2 separate regions of the Ovis aries genome follow, and region 2 is linked to region 1. Evidence: chromatin contacts called from public Hi-C data. All regions are on one chromosome and are shown on one strand. Each heading gives the region's core, a stretch centred on a gene start, on an enhancer-like site or on the middle of the called end of the contact. The rest is flanking DNA. Distances are from core to core; before and after follow the strand shown. Region 1 holds the start of COPE (COPI coat complex subunit epsilon). Region 2 holds the start of REX1BD (required for excision 1-B domain containing).

The links. Hi-C and Micro-C count contacts between places; a contact is called where the count stands out from the background.
Region 2: a Hi-C map of muscle shows a contact between it and region 1, with 2.3 times the contacts expected there. The contact joins the promoter of REX1BD here to the promoter of COPE in region 1. A contact is called at or near these places in 2 of 16 Hi-C or Micro-C datasets (hypothalamus and muscle).

What each region holds. Positions count from the first base shown.
Region 1 is chr5:4,107,645-4,115,035 of ARS-UI_Ramb_v3.0, forward strand. It overlaps COPE (COPI coat complex subunit epsilon), which reads left to right and starts at 3,145. Exons shown (of 10, transcript XM_027969373.2): 1 at 3,145-3,309. The coding sequence starts at 3,184. DDX49 (DEAD-box helicase 49) reads right to left here and starts at 2,808. Exons shown (of 13, transcript XM_027969369.2): 1 at 2,666-2,808; 2 at 1,445-1,568; 3 at 697-782; 4 at 486-607. The coding sequence starts at 2,780. It overlaps TRNAG-GCC (transfer RNA glycine (anticodon GCC)), which reads left to right and starts at 5,523; the gene lies at 5,523-5,595.
Region 2 is chr5:4,419,586-4,426,976 of ARS-UI_Ramb_v3.0, forward strand. REX1BD (required for excision 1-B domain containing) reads right to left here and starts at 3,280. Exons shown (of 6, transcript XM_042249606.1): 1 at 3,175-3,280; 2 at 2,998-3,080; 3 at 2,500-2,704; 4 at 2,159-2,272; 5 at 1,510-1,589; 6 at 653-892. The coding sequence starts at 3,276. The coding sequence ends at 874. It overlaps CRLF1 (cytokine receptor like factor 1), which reads left to right. Exons shown (of 9, transcript XM_027969391.2): 9 at 2-331. The coding sequence ends at 15. It overlaps UBA52 (ubiquitin A-52 residue ribosomal protein fusion product 1), which reads right to left and starts at 6,296. Exons shown (of 4, transcript NM_001009286.1): 1 at 6,194-6,296; 2 at 5,817-5,903; 3 at 5,122-5,224; 4 at 4,848-5,040. The coding sequence starts at 6,296. The coding sequence ends at 4,947.

The DNA of each region.
Region 1 (7,391 bases), core at 1,895-4,394:
TGCCTCCTCCATGTGCCTCCTTCCTGGGCTGAGACGTGCACCCTGGAGCGCTCTCCCTCGAGGTCTTGGAGGCCTGCTTTCTTGCCCATCTCAGCTTCAACGTTAACTCCTCAGAGAGGCCCTGCCCTCAGCTAACTTTTTCAGCGTGTGCATGCACGCGTGCTCAGTTGTGGCCAACCCTTTGTAACCCCAAGGACTGTCGACCTCCAGCTCCTCTGTCCATGGGACTCTCCAGGCAAGAATACTGGAGAGGGTAGCCGTTTCCTCCTCCAGGGAATTCTCCCCACCCAGGGATCGAGCCCACGCCTCCTGCATTGGCGGGCGGACTCTTTACAACTGAGCCACCTGGGGAGCCCGTCTTCTCTGGTGCAGGCCCCCTTTTGTCGGTCCCCGAGATGTCACTGTCACCACTCCTAACTTGGTAACGGACGGACAGAGGGACACACAGTTCCCAAATGGAGGAATCAGGGCCCAGGCTGACTCACCAGGAAGTGGATCTTCTTCATGCTGAAGGTGTTAGAGCTGCGGAGGTGGTCAGCCAGGCGCCCCGGTGTGGCAATGACTACGTGTGGTTTCCGGGAGAGCTCCAGGGCCTGGGCCACCATGTCTGTGGGTGGAATGCGAGAGGTGGGGCTAGGTAGATGGTCTGAGGCTGCAGCAGTCCCATGCCCAGAGCCTCCTTGGGTCCCGCCATACCCATGCCGCCAACGACGATGCAGTCTTTCAAGCCCAGAGGCTTTCCCAGGACCCGGAACTGCTCTGCGATCTGATAGGCCAGCTCCCTGTGGGCATGAACAGGCCAGCCTGAGTCAGATAGGGGTTTTGTGCCTGCCTCTCACTCCTGTCTCCATCAATAGGGCCTCCTGCTTGCATCTTTCCTGTTCACACACCCTCCATGGCTCCCAGTCCCCTTTGGACAAAGGTTCTGATACTGACCGTTGGAAGCCCATTGTGGCTCCTGCCCTCTCAATAGGCTGGGTGCCCGAACAGAGTATGGCTTGTCCTTGGCCAGTCCCACCCAAACTGGCCTTTCCTCATCCCATGTCCTCAGCAATGGCCTTGACACCATAGTCATCAAAGCCCGAGACCCAAGTGTTAACCACCCACCCCCGGCCCATACCCACCCCATCCCGAGGCTGGTCAGTGGCCAAGTCCCCTCCTCTCTGCCTCCAGCTCTGTCCAGGCCTTTCCTCTGGCCATATGCTTACTTCCTGGCCTTCCTGCTTGCCCTGAGTCAAGCCCTGTGCTCAGCACTTTTCACACACTGTCTTGCTAATTCTTCAGCACCTCTAAGGGTTGGGCTAATTTCTGTGCCCATTTTCCACACATAGCAAGTGTATTCAGAGAGGTAAAGGCATGTGCCCAAGAGCACACAGCTAGTTCACTCACCTGAGAGGCGTGTGTGTGTGTGTGTGTGTGGGGTGGGGGGGGGGGTGGGACTCACCTGGTGGGTGTCAGCACGAGGCAGAAAATGCCATAGGGATCTTCAGACAGCTTCTGCAAGATGGGCAGGACAAACGCTGCTGTCTTGCCGCTGCCTGTCTTGGCACAGCCCAGGCAGTCCCGACCTGGGCAGAGAACACAGCAGCGTCACAGGTGCAGACAGGTATTCCATCAGGCACAGTTCACAGCAGCTAACATTTAACGAGCAATGACTATATGCTCAGGTTTCCCTGGTGACTCAGTGGTAGAGAATCCACCTGCCAGTGCAGGAGACATAGGTTCCATCCCTGGGTCGGGAAGATCCCCTGGAGAAGGAAATGGCAACCCGCTCCAATACTCTTGCCTGGGAAACCCCATGGACAGAGGAGCCCGACGGGGTACAGTGCACGGGATCACAAAAGACTCGGGCATGACTTAGCAACTTAACAATAATGACGAGAACTACATGCTCAGTAGCAACCTGTGCCCTTCCTGTTGAAGACATTATGACAACTTTCCATTTAGGGTAATTGACACATTTAAGGAGAGTGAGGCCATCATCGTCCCCATTTAACAGAAGGGGAAACCGAGTCAAAGGTTTGCCCAGGACATACAGCCAGTAACAGCCTGGACTGGAACCCACATCCATTTGACCTGAGATACTTGCTCCTAACCACAATTTCATTTTGACTCCTTCCCTGGGATCAGAGCTTGGGAAACTCAAAATGTCCTCCTCAGTCCAGAGTGACCTCCCCCAACCTGAATCCTATTTTCCCTACTGACTCTTCATCCCTACTTAATGCCTTAACTTATCACATCCTAGGCTTCCTGAAGGCGTCTCTTTAATGGCAAAACTGGGCTGGACCAAAGGGCTGGAGAGAAGAACAGTCTAGGGACCAGAGTCCTGGATTTACCAATAGTCTTGACAACCTCAATTACCATTTGTAAAATGAAGATAGTAAAGCAAATTCTACCTAATTTTCCCAGTACTATCTATTAGTTATTCATCAAACCCTCCCAGTGACGATGCTACGAAAGTTTCAGAGATTATATCACTTGTGCAGGCGACTCAGTCGTACAGCCTAAACGCCAACATTACCTAGTCGTCCTCCGGAACCCAGGATCGCCCGGAAGGCCCAGGGCTGCCCCTTGCCTCACGGGACCCGCGTGGGCAAAAGCTGAGAGAAGGCAGGAGAAGCGACAGTACCGGGGAAGCCTCCTGGAAAGGCCAAGCCACACTCACCCTCCAGGATGGCGGGGATGCAGCCCAGCTGCACAGGCGTGGGCTGCTTCAAACCCATCTGCCGACACTGTTCCACGAGCCACGAAGACAGCCCGAGCTCCGCGAAGCCTGCCATCCTCGCAGCCGGGGCAGTTCGAGCGCTCGTGTGAACGGTGCTTCCGGCGCGTGTCGATGACGTCAGAAAGCGTTACCGTTCACTGGATCTGCCTCCGGCTTGGTCCCACCCTCTCCAACTCGCAGTTCAAAGCCTCGACCACATCCTTACCCCGTTTTCCCGGAATCCCGCGGGGCGGGGGGGGGGGGGGGGGGGGTCTCAGCCTCGAGTTAAACTACAGTTCCCAAGATGCCCTACGAGACGCACTTGCGTCTCCCGCCCCTCTGTTCCCCTTTCCGAGTCTTCTATTGGCTCCTCTCCAGGGAGGAGCCAGTAAACTACATTTTCCGGCGTGCCCGTAGGTGGCTGCCTCCTTCCGGCCGACGTGTCTTTCAGGAAGGGGAGCGAGTGAGAGGGCAGCGATATGGCTCCTCCGGCTCCTGGTCCGGCTTCTGGCGGCTCCGGGGAGGTGGACGAGCTGTTCGACGTGAAGAACGCCTTCTACATCGGCAGCTACCAGCAGTGCATCAACGAGGCGCAGCGGGTGAAGGTGCGGCGGCTCCGGGGCTGGGAGACGCTGGGGGCGGAGCCGGAAGAGGCTTCCCGGTGGCCGCGGGTCGGACTCTGATTTTAAAAACCCTACCTTTTCTCCTAGCGCCGTTTCACCCCCCACATCTCTTCACAGCGCGGTGAGGAATTGTCTTTGTCCCTTGACAAAACTCAAAGCAGTACCATTTCGTGATAAATCTCACTTTAACCGCTCACTCTGCACCTTAGGCGTTTGAATAAGAGATTCATGCTTCTATAGTAATAGTAACAAATATAATACTACGCTGCGGTAATAATAATAGTAATAACAATAATAGTTCTCATTTGTTTCCGCCATGCCCTCAATACCCCTAAAGTAGAGACTATTATTTATCCTCGTTTTACAGGTGAGAGAACAAGGAGGCTCAAGAGAGAAGTGACTTCTCGCCTGTTACCCTGCCCCACTAGCCAGTTTATTTCTCCCCAGACTTGCTCATTCATTCATTCCTCACTGATCATCTGTATGGGCCAGGCCGTGTATCCGTGCTAGGCTCAAAGCTGTGACAAAATAGATAAAACTATCTTTCTTGGAAACCTCAGCTCCCAAGGGAGGCAGATAAACAACAAGAAAGTAAATAAACTACCAGGGGCATCCCTGGTGGTCCAGCGGTTAAGCCTTGGCATTTCCACTACAGGGAGGCCATGGTTCCAACCCTGGTTTGGGAAGTTCCCAATGCCACGCCAAGTGCAAATACAAATAAATAAAAGTAAGTCATTTAAAAGGTGTCAGGAAGTGGTGTGATGGAGAGTGGTGGGAGGGAGCCTGCCTGAGAGCTAGAACCTGCAGCTGAAAAGGCCCAGGCAGTGAGTGGGTGACAGGAGAGGGGCCAGCCGGGACTGCTAGCAGCACCTTTTTGGGAAGGAGATGGATGGTACTGTCTGTCACTTTGAGAGTGAGCTATTGGAGACTTAAAAAAAATTATTATTATTTTGTATATTTATTTTTGGCTGTGTGGGGTCTTCATTGCTGCTCAGGCTTCTCTCCAGCTGCGGAGCGCAGGGACTGCTCGTCACATGAGCTTCTCACTGCGGTGGCTTCTCTTGCTGCAGAGCACGGGTTCTGCGTTTAAGGGCTTCAGTAGTTGGGGCTTGCAGGCTCTAGAGTGCTGGCCCAGGGGTTGTGGCACATGGGTTCCGTTCCTCCGAAACATGTGGAATCTTCCTTGACTCATCACTGGCAGGCAGACTCCCTCCCAACCACTGGACCACCAGGAAGTCCCGAGGATTTTTAAGAGCTGTGAATGGGACAGGGTCTTTGCCTGGCCTCATGGTCTAGTGTTCTGAAGAGAGTAAACAAGTAAAGAACCGAGTGAATACATTAATTACAACTTGAGCCCTGCAGGGATAGGAGATAGAAAGTGCTGATCACATATTGAGGGTGGGCCGCTGCTTCATGTGGGAATGGTCAAATCAGACCAAGCTTCTGTGACTGTCATCTAACCCTGTGACCAAACCTTGAGAAGGCTCTCACTTCATAGGTGAGAGTCCCAAAGGTGCTGAGGCAGGGGTGAGCTCTGTGTAGTCAAGGCCTAAGAGGCTGGGGTTGCAGAAGTGGGGTGAACACAGTGGGAGAGATGAAGATTGAAGTGCACAGAGTGAGAGGCAGGGCTTGGGGGCAGGGGTGGGCACAGCAAGGGTTTGGAGTTTATTCCGAAGGTGTGGGAAGCCGTAGGAGCACCATGCAAGGGAGTGGCAGACATCTTCACGGAGGCGGCCGGGGGTTGGAGAAGTTTGGATTCTGAAGTGGAAAAGGCTTGCTTTCCCTTTTGGCCCTTGGCAGTGAGCCCCACGTGCCTGCGTGTCATCTGTGGCACGGAGGGTAAAACCTCAGGCTTCAGTAAGAGGTTCTGATTCGTTGAAACGCCGTTTGCGTGATTGTATTAGTTTTCCATTGTCAGTGTGACAAAGGACAGCTCAAGGCAACACACGTTTACTATCTTGCAGCTTCTATAGGTCAGAAGTCCAACCCTGCTCTCACTAAGCTAAAATCAAGGTATCGGCGGCCCGGCTGTGTTCTTCCTGGAGATTCTGGGGAAGAGCCACCTTCCTTACTCATTGAAGTTGCTGCTTCTTGGCCAGGGGCCACCCTTAGCTCCTGGAGGCTTCCAGATGCCTCTCTCCAGCCCTCAACTTCCCATACCACCCTTCCATCTCAGAATCAGCCATGGGGGGACTTTTCTGGTGGTCCAGTGGTTAAGACTCTGGGCTGCCAATGCAGGGGGCCCAGGTTCGATTCCTGGTCAGGGAACTGGATCCCACATGCTGCAATGAAGATCTCCTGTGCTGCAGCTAACATCTGGTGCAGCCAAATAAATTAAAAAAGAGAAAGATCCAGGCATGGGGGTTCTTGGAGTCTTGCAAGTTTCCCCTTCCCCTTCATTCCTTTTGTCTAAAAGTCCTCTGCTTTTAAGGGGTTCTGTATTGGACTGGACCCTCCCAGATAACCCAGCATGGTCTCCCCACGTTCAGGTCCATAATCTTAATCACACCTGTGAAGTCCCTTTTGTGACGTAAGGAAAGCTGTCCCAAGGGCTGCCCTGGACACCTCTCGGGGCCTTACTGCACTCGGCGTCACAGTTGTTAACGTGCCTCCCTGCCGGGTAAAGCAGACCACAGGAGGGTTCAGACAGGCCTGGCTGCCTCAGGCTCTGGCTCTTCTGTGTGCTCTCTGCAGCCAGGGCTGCCAACGGCACCCCCCTGAGCCTTGCTTTCCCCTCCTGTCGGACGGGAGCCATGACTTTCACCTCAGTAGGGCCCCGCGAGGTTCTGCGTCATACTCAGCGATCCACCTTCTGTCTTCTGTTGCGTGTCTGTTCTGTTTATGTGATAGCGATGTGTTCTTTGAGTCTTACTGTGTCTTAATATGCAGATCTTACCTCCCTGCTGAAGGAAGCAGCGCGACCTGCTGTATGCAGAGAGCTGTGGAAAGCAAAGGAAACCAGATCAGCTGTCAGATCACTGTTGGAGGCAAGGCTGTGGCACAGCCTCTGAGCTGGGGCCTGGGCACCCTCTTCTGCAACATGGTAAAGATGCACTGGCACCAAACCAAGAGATCCTCCCTGACACGGCCAGAAGAATGGGAGTTCCTTCCCTGCTGAGCCCTTTGGCGTGCGTTAATTCTGGTCCACAGGCCACCTGAACCCTCCTCGGCAGCCTGTATTGGGTTAAATGGTGTCCCTGATGAGATGCATCCACTCGGAGCCTGTGACTGTGACTTATTTGGAAGAGGGTCTTTGCACACTGCCAGGTGGTGCCTGGTAAGGAATCCGACATGGGAGACACAGGAGATGAGGTTCAATCCCTGGGTCAGGAAGATCCCCTGGAGGAGAAAATGGCAACCCACTCCAGTATTCTTGCCTGGGAAATTCCGTGGACAGAAGATTCTGGCAGGCTACATCCATGGAGTCACACACTTCTGAGCAAACATGCATGGAGTTGTAATCCAGTGAAGGATCTCTGGATGAGATTAGCCAGGATTTAGGATCGGCCCTAGACAAACCTAGACAGCGTATTAAAAAGCAGAGACTTCACTTTGCCAACAAAGGCACCTGTAGTCAGAGATACGGTTTTTCTAGTAGTCATGTATGGATGTGAGTGTTGGACCATAAAGAAAGCTGAGTACTGAAGCATTGATGCTTTCAAATTGTGGTGCTGGAGAAGACTCTTGAGAGTCCCTTGGATTGCAAGGAAATCAAACCAGTCAATCCTAAAGGAAATCAACCCTGAATATTCATTGGAAGGACTGATGCTGAAGCTGAAACTCCAGTACTTTGGCCACCTGATGTGAAGAGCCAAGTCACCGGAAAAGACCCTGATGCTGGGAAAGATTGAGCGCAAAAGGAGAAAGGGACGACAGGATGAGATGGTTGGATGGCATCACCAACTCAACGGATGTGAGTTTGAGCAAAATCATGAGATAGTGAAGGATAGGGAAGCCTGGCGTGCTGCAGTCCATGGGGTCACAAAGAGTCGGACATGGCCGAGCAACTAAACAGCAACTAAATCCAATGACTGGTGTCCTTCTAAGAGAAAGGCAGAGAGAGG
Region 2 (7,391 bases), core at 2,030-4,529, 310 kb after region 1:
GGTCCTGCCAGATAAGCTCTAGAGGCTGGGGCTGCCCTCCCTGCTGCATGGAGATCCAGGGGCCACCCCAGACTGGGGGCCATCTCTGAACCCTCCCCTCAAGGTGTGCTAGTCCCGTCAGCAGCAGCAGGGGCGAGTACTCTGTGCTCTGAGGGCCACAACAGCTCTGGCGTCCATGTGAGGTGCACCCCAGTGGGGGGTGTGTGTGTGTGAAGGGGGGGCTTTGCTTCCCAGAATGCTGCCAGAGCTGAGTGTGAAGAAGGGTTATTACTCCCCCTACCCAGGACCCCCTCCAAGGTATCTTTTTAAATAAACAAAACTATTTAGGTGCCCTGATTGTGCAGGTGAGTTCGGGGCTAGAGTGGCCTAGGGTGAGGGGCTGTGGGGCTTAGGGGAGGCACGTGGAATCCTGATAACCCTTTGGGATGGGAATCTTCACCTCCCAGAATTTCCAACTCTCTCCATGATCTGAAATAACCGGTTCTAAACTCCTTGGAGAGTGGGCTTCAAAACACCAGAGTTTCTACAGTCATGTGGGGGTGGCGGGAGAGGGGGGGTTGGGGGGAGGGAATCTTGCACCTAGCATCCCTGACTTTGTGGGATCCCACCCCAGCACCCCAGGACACAAGAGATAGTGGAGCAGCTGCAGACAGAAGGTTCTTTAGGCTCTTTATTATGAGAGGTGAAGTGAACTCGAGCAGGGTCAGTGGTCTGATGGGGTGTGACCCCAGCCAGCTGGCGGGCAGGGCAGGGCGCCGTATGCCCCATTCTCCATCTCTCTTGTCCCTGCGGAGCCACCATCACTCGGCAGATTCCGCATCAAACCTGAGGTCCTGGAGAACCTCACTGATTGCTTCCATGGTTTTAATTACCCTACAAGAGTGGATGGGAACTATAAATAAAACCCAGATGGGGTGAATTAGCCGCCACAGTGCAGCTCCAAGGGGGCTGTCGCAAGCCCCAGGCCCTCCTGCCTCCCGCCAAACCTCCAAGCAGCACTAGCAGTGGGAGGGTCATTTAGGTGCCTGGGAGAAGGGGTGGTCCTGTGGGCAGAGTGGCAGGAGGAAAGGTCATCTAGGGTGAGTGTGTGCCATCAGGAAGGCGTGCAGGGCGACTGTGGCAGATGTCTAGTGGCTGTGCACATGTGTGTGTCTGGGAGCCCAAAGGCGGGAATGTGCAGGTGTGTGCCTGGTAGGGCCTGGGCAGCCATGTCCAAGCTCCGAGTCGAGCCATGTGAGTGGGATCGACAGGTGTGCGGTATGCAGCTGTGTCCTGAAAATACACAGCGAGTCTGGTGTGAAACAGCAGGGCGTATGAACTGGGGGAAGGTGGGTAGTACATCTAGGATCGCGAGGTGAAGGTTCTGGTGTGCACACCCAAAGGGTTCCTGCAGGTCCAGAGGGTTGGCGGTCTGACCTTGCCAGCCCTGGGGCATGCCTGTTGGGGCTGGGTGCCCAAGGATGCCTATGCAAATCTAGCATGGTCAGCCCACTGGGAGGCAGCACTCACTTCATCTTCAGCTGGTGCATCTGCAGGCTGTCCTCCTGCCCAGTCAGCTCCGGTGTCCCCATCAGCTGCAGCAGGGCCACCTGGGTGGGGAACGGGCCGCGAGGAGGACGTCACGGTTGGCAGAGGCCGTGCCCTGACCTCCCGCATAGGAGGGGGGGAAACTGAAGCACCCAGAAAGGCAGAACAAGGGGGAGGAGGGCAAGCAGGCAGGAGTCTCAAGGGCAGCGGTACTTTTAACGCTGAAGGAATCTAGGATTAGAGTTAGAGGGGCTCCTGGGGGCCTAGTGGGCGGGCCCTAGAGTCAGGGCGCAGTGTGGGTGTGGCCTCATGTAGGCGGGGAAGGGGAATAGGGGTAAAATCCCAGCCAGGGATTGGGGACAGGAGTGGTGCAGGTGGGGGTATAAAGTAGGCGGAATCTCTTAGTCTCAGAGACCAGCCAGGGCGTTATAATCCCAATTTGGAAGTAGGCCAAAAACCTCGACTTGGGTTGGGTCTCTAAAAGAGGGTGACCCAGGAATCCCAGTGTGGTATGGGCGTGGCTTCACATGGCCTTGTATCTCGATCAGGATTGGCTGTGAAGGCAGAGTAGGCCGGGTCACAGGCCCACAACTTAGGCTGGGATCTAGGGTTACTAGAAAGGGGACTTGACCTGGAGTTTCATGGCACCCAATCCGAGGGTTGAGTAACAGATCTGGGGCACTGGGACAAGCCAGAGGGGGCAGGAACGCTGTAGAGGTGGGGTCTGGGATGGAGCGGGCGTGTCCTGGATAAAAGTGGGGGCAGAAAGGAGAGGCTAAGCCTGAGACTCTCAAGTGAAATCTTAATGGACGACTTAGCTGGGGCATGTAGAGGGGGTGCTGGGGAGCCAGGGGCGGGGTTTGCAGGGACAGAATGCGGCCCCTCCCCCAAGGGGTGCACCGTGGGCCCAGCCCCGGGAGACACAAGCCGTCGAGTGGGCGCGGGGGAAACGGCCGTGGGGCGGGGCCTCACCGTGGTCAGGCGCGTCTCCTCCAGCTGCTGCAGGCTGCGCACGTGGCTCGCGAGCAGCGGCTGCGCTCGGGGTCCGGCTAGCTCGGCCTCCAGCGCCAGCACCTCTCTCGAGGCGGCGGCGAAGACCTGGGTCACCTCGTGTACCGTGCTCCGGTAGCGCGGGAAGTCGTAGAGCGGGCCGCTGCTCAGGTACTGGCGGTGGCCTCTGCGGCAGGTAGGGGTCCTGAGGCTACGGCCCCGGCTCTCAGGCCCTGCACCCGTATCGACCGCCTGAAAGCCGCCCAAGAAGTGTCCCTCGACCCCAGAGTGTGGAAGGTAACCGAAGACGAGCGCACCACAGCGCATAAGGAAGGGAGCGATCTGGCCTCCCCGCAAACCCGGCTCCACCTCCGACACTGTGGCGCGCGGGGACCCAATTCCTCCCTCAAGGGTCGCCCAACCCGAGTGGGCTGAGGGCCGAACATTAGGACCCCTCCCCTCCCATACGCCCACACTCACTCCTCCAGCCGGCGGAAGGCCTGCGCGCGCTCAGCTTGCAGCTGGTGGATGCGCTGCACCAGCGCCCGGATCGGGGCATCTTTCTACGGAGCGGGGAGCATGGCTAGGGCATGAAGCTAGCGTCCCCGGGCCTGCACCGCCCGCCCCACTCATATTCCCGCTCGGGCTCGAGCTCACCCAGGGCCACACCAGCTCCTCGCGCTCTGAGACTCCAGGGGCGGCTGTATCACCCGGCACCGCAAGGACAGCGGACTCTGATGCGGCCTCCGCTGTGATCATGACTGCGCAGCTCTGGCCCGGCCCGGGACCAGGTTGCTCCGATGCGTCTGGCGCCCCCTGCAGGCCGGGAGGCCTCGGAACGTAGCCTCTGGTGACCAGCCAGCTAAGCTGGACGAAACCCCCGGGAACAATGGGAAGCGAATACTGGAGGGCTTCTCAGGTCTGACACCCTCTACCCACCCCACCCCGTGTTTATTCCTATCCAGCGCTTGCCTTCTTAAAGTTTTTGATCTTGAATATAAGGTTCTATATACAATAAGGCTTTGTTTCTATACAAGTGTCAACACCCGACTTCACTTCCTCACATCCCATTCCCACACAAATAGAAATCTGGGGAGTGATATTCATCAGAGGCCACAAGGCTATGACAGGAGTGGGATCTGAATGCAGGTTCTGACACTGGAAAGCTCAAGTCGCCGGAACCCAGCCTACAGCAGATTCACTATGTGAACTGGTTGGAAAAAGTGGAAGTGACTCAGTTCTGACTCTTTGTGACCCCATGGGGCTATACTGTCCATGGAATTCTCCAGGCCAGAATGGGAGTGAGTACACTTTCCACTCTCCATGGGATCTTCCCAACCCAGGTCTCCAGCATTGCAGGAGGATTCTTTACCAGCTGAGCGACAAGGGAAGCCCAAGAATACTGGAGTGGGTAGCCTACTCCTTTTCCAGGGGATCTTCCCGACCTAAATCAAACCAGGGTCTCCTGCATTGCAGGTGGATTCTTTACCAACTGAGCTATCAGGGAAGCTCTGATTGAAGTGAGCTGAAAAAAAGCCCGAGATGGGAGTCCAGGGCAGGGCACGGAGATGGGGGTGGTGTTTCATATTAAGAAAAGGCCCGAGAGCTGGATACACACTGCCTAATTTGAACTTCAGAACCTCCCTCCTCTAGGAGTGGGCAGACCAGGAAAATGGTGGCCTGGCCTTAGGGAGGAAGGGGCAGCTAACAAGAAATGAAACTCAACTACCTGAGACATGAAGTGACAGCCTTTAACTGGCACTCCAGGTCCCAGCTATTCTCAGGCATCACTGTCTAGGCCTGAGTTGTCACCTACATCAAGCCCCAGTCATCCCAGACAAATGAAAACATGGACTTGCCAGGACACTGCAACCCTCACCGGACAGACATCAGTCCTGGGTGGAGCCCAGGAGGCCCAGTGGTCAGGCAAGATGGAGAGGTGGTGTTACTACACTACCGGGGATGCTCCATCCTATCTACCCATCCACCCACACCCAAATACCTCCAGGGCCCAGACACGAGGCGCTGTTAAATGTGCCTGACCAGGCCCCACCGGTCACTTGGTGAAGGTCTTTATGTTCGTATTCCAGATGATAAAACCCAAATGGGTGGGCTCACTAGGGCCAGGTCTGAGACTTGCCTGTGCTGTGGTTATGACCGCTTCTGATGCGAAGGGCAGAGACCATGGTCCAATTTACAGGTAAGACGACTGGAGCTCAGGGCCCGGGACCCCCAAGGGCTATGAAGAGCCGAGTGACACGAAGTCCCATAGAAGTCCACATCTCAGTCACCCCCCACTGGACAGACCAGCCACAGGGACACCAATTACTGCTCCAGTCAACGAAAGGGAAACTTTATTGAGGCCCCAGGACCATGGGGCTTGGGCAGGAGGCCGCCCTGCGGGCAAAGGAGAAGCAGGTGGAGGAGCTTTATTTGACCTTCTTCTTGGGGCGCAGGTTGTTGGTGTGGCCGCACTTCTTCTTGCGGCAGTTGACAGCACGGGGGTGCAGGCGGGCGTAACACCTGTGCAAGGACACCAGGGATGCTGAGGGCACATCCGGACCACCCCCAGGGCAGCCCCCGCCCCCACACGGGAGCACATACTTGCGGCAGATCATCTTGTCGCAGTTGTATTTCTGAGCCAGCTGGCGGAGGGAAGGTTCAATGATGCCGCCTCGCAGACGAAGCACCAGGTGCAGGGTGGACTCTACAGGAAATGAAGGGCAGAGGCACTGATGGAGCCTAGCCTCACCACCTCAGTCCCACGGGTGGAGGGCAGCCTCCAGGGGCCTCCAGACCACAGCATCAAGTATGATGGGGCTACATCAGAATCCCTTGGTTATGTGCAGATGGGACATGCCACCCCACAGAACCTCCACCTTGTCATGTCACCAGTTCCTCACGAAACTGGAGACTGATATAAATATATACCAATGGTGGTATCCATCTCAGTTTCCCCACAGGCAAGGCAATTTCTAAGAGATGCAAGGATAACCTTTTATTTTGCTAGGGAAAAAGTGGTGGTTTCCTTTACAATACTTATATATTAATACGCACATTGGCCTTAAAAGAAAAGTGACTAAGAACATGAGAAACCATGGCCATTTGGAAAACACTGATGGAGATGCTTTTCAGCGATGAAAACAGCACTTTACAGAGCAATACTCCCTAGCGCCATCTGATCCCCACCTTAAGGACCATCCTCTTGTACAGCTCCCTCCTGGTGACAGACTGTCAGCATTCCATCCTGGGTCCTAGGCCTCGTGCTGAGGCCCTGTCTAGCCACCCCACCCCCGTACCTTTCTGGATATTGTAGTCTGACAAAGTGCGGCCATCCTCCAGCTGTTTGCCCGCGAAGATCAGACGCTGCTGGTCAGGTGGGATGCCTAAAGAGAGAGGCCCTCCATTACTCCATTACAGAGGCTCTTGCAAGCACACTGCTGGCAGCTGCCACTGTGCCCCGCCCACCCCCACCACAAGACTGTGCCAGGATTACCCCAATCTGTCAAAAGGGAAACTGAGGTAGGGAGGGCAAGCTGCCTTCCCAAGATGACACTGGGGAACACTGGCATGGCTGAGATCTATTGAAGCCCAGCACCTGTTGCACACAGGACAGCAGATACTCAGGGCTGAGGGGTTCCTACTGGGTGGAGCATTCACACTCAGCCCAACTCACCCTCCTTGTCTTGGATTTTGGCTTTGACATTTTCAATAGTGTCACTGGGCTCGACCTCAAGGGTGATGGTCTTGCCCGTCAGGGTCTTCACAAAGATCTGCATCTCTGCGCCTGCTGGGGAGAGGGGGATGGGGGGAGTGGTGATCGCTAAAGGTCTGAGCAGCCCCAGCTCACAGGCTGACCAGGTTTAGTCCCTGCCAGCCCCATGCATGCTTCGACCTCAACTGCAGGCCCACCTCAGCGCCTGTTTCCTTCTGCCCCTCTGAGCCTGCACCTTCAACTTTAGGGCACCACCCTGCCAAGCATATTTTCTCCAAGCGTGATCTGGAGGTCCCACCCTTCCTCTCACCAGCCCCGGCTCTTCCAGAAGCCTGGGTGGGAATCTCATCTTAGTAGCATCCCAACACGCACACTTTCCTCCCTACAATCCCTTTTCCTCTTCAATATCAAGCTCAGACACCCAAAACTCCGGCTTCCTTCTGGGTTACACCCGAATGCTCAGACCGCACTTCCTGCGTTTTATCCAGTCCATAAATAACAGCTGCTAACCACGTGCCTGGTACGTGTTTACACAGGTTATCGTTTTCATTTTCCAAGTTATGGAAACAGTTGCTACTACCAGACTTTCTTTACAGACTTAGAAAAAGGCGATAAAAACCCAGCTGAGGGGCTTCATCTTTTCGAGGGGACTGGCAGTTTCCACCACGAGAAAAAATTACAGTTAATACCCCTCCGCATTAAATTGAATCATCCCCGAAGGACACACGCTCTCCCCCCAAGGCCTCCTCAGATAGCTGGGGCCGGCGGAGACGGCAAGCTCCGCTTCCAAATGCCGATTTCCCTCGCGAGGCCCAGTTCGAGACCGGAACCCGGCCCAACGTGCCTTGCTAAGCCCTCCCGCAGAACCTGGCCCGCCTACACGGATTCCAGGCCGCCGCCTCCGTTCCCCGGGCCCCCACAGTCCCCCGCACCCTACAAACCAACCCGGCCCACCGCCAACCCGCAAGGCCTCCACCACCAACCTGCTCGGCCGCCTGGGTGAAGAGAAAGAGGGCGGCGGAACCGGAAACCGCCGATTCGCCGTCGAAAGCGTCTGCGCACCGAGCACGCTGCGTGCTTGCGTCACAATCCGCGCCGCGCGTCGTGCCCCGCCCTCGACCCCGCCCCGGCCCCATGGTGGGTGCCGGCGGACGGAGTC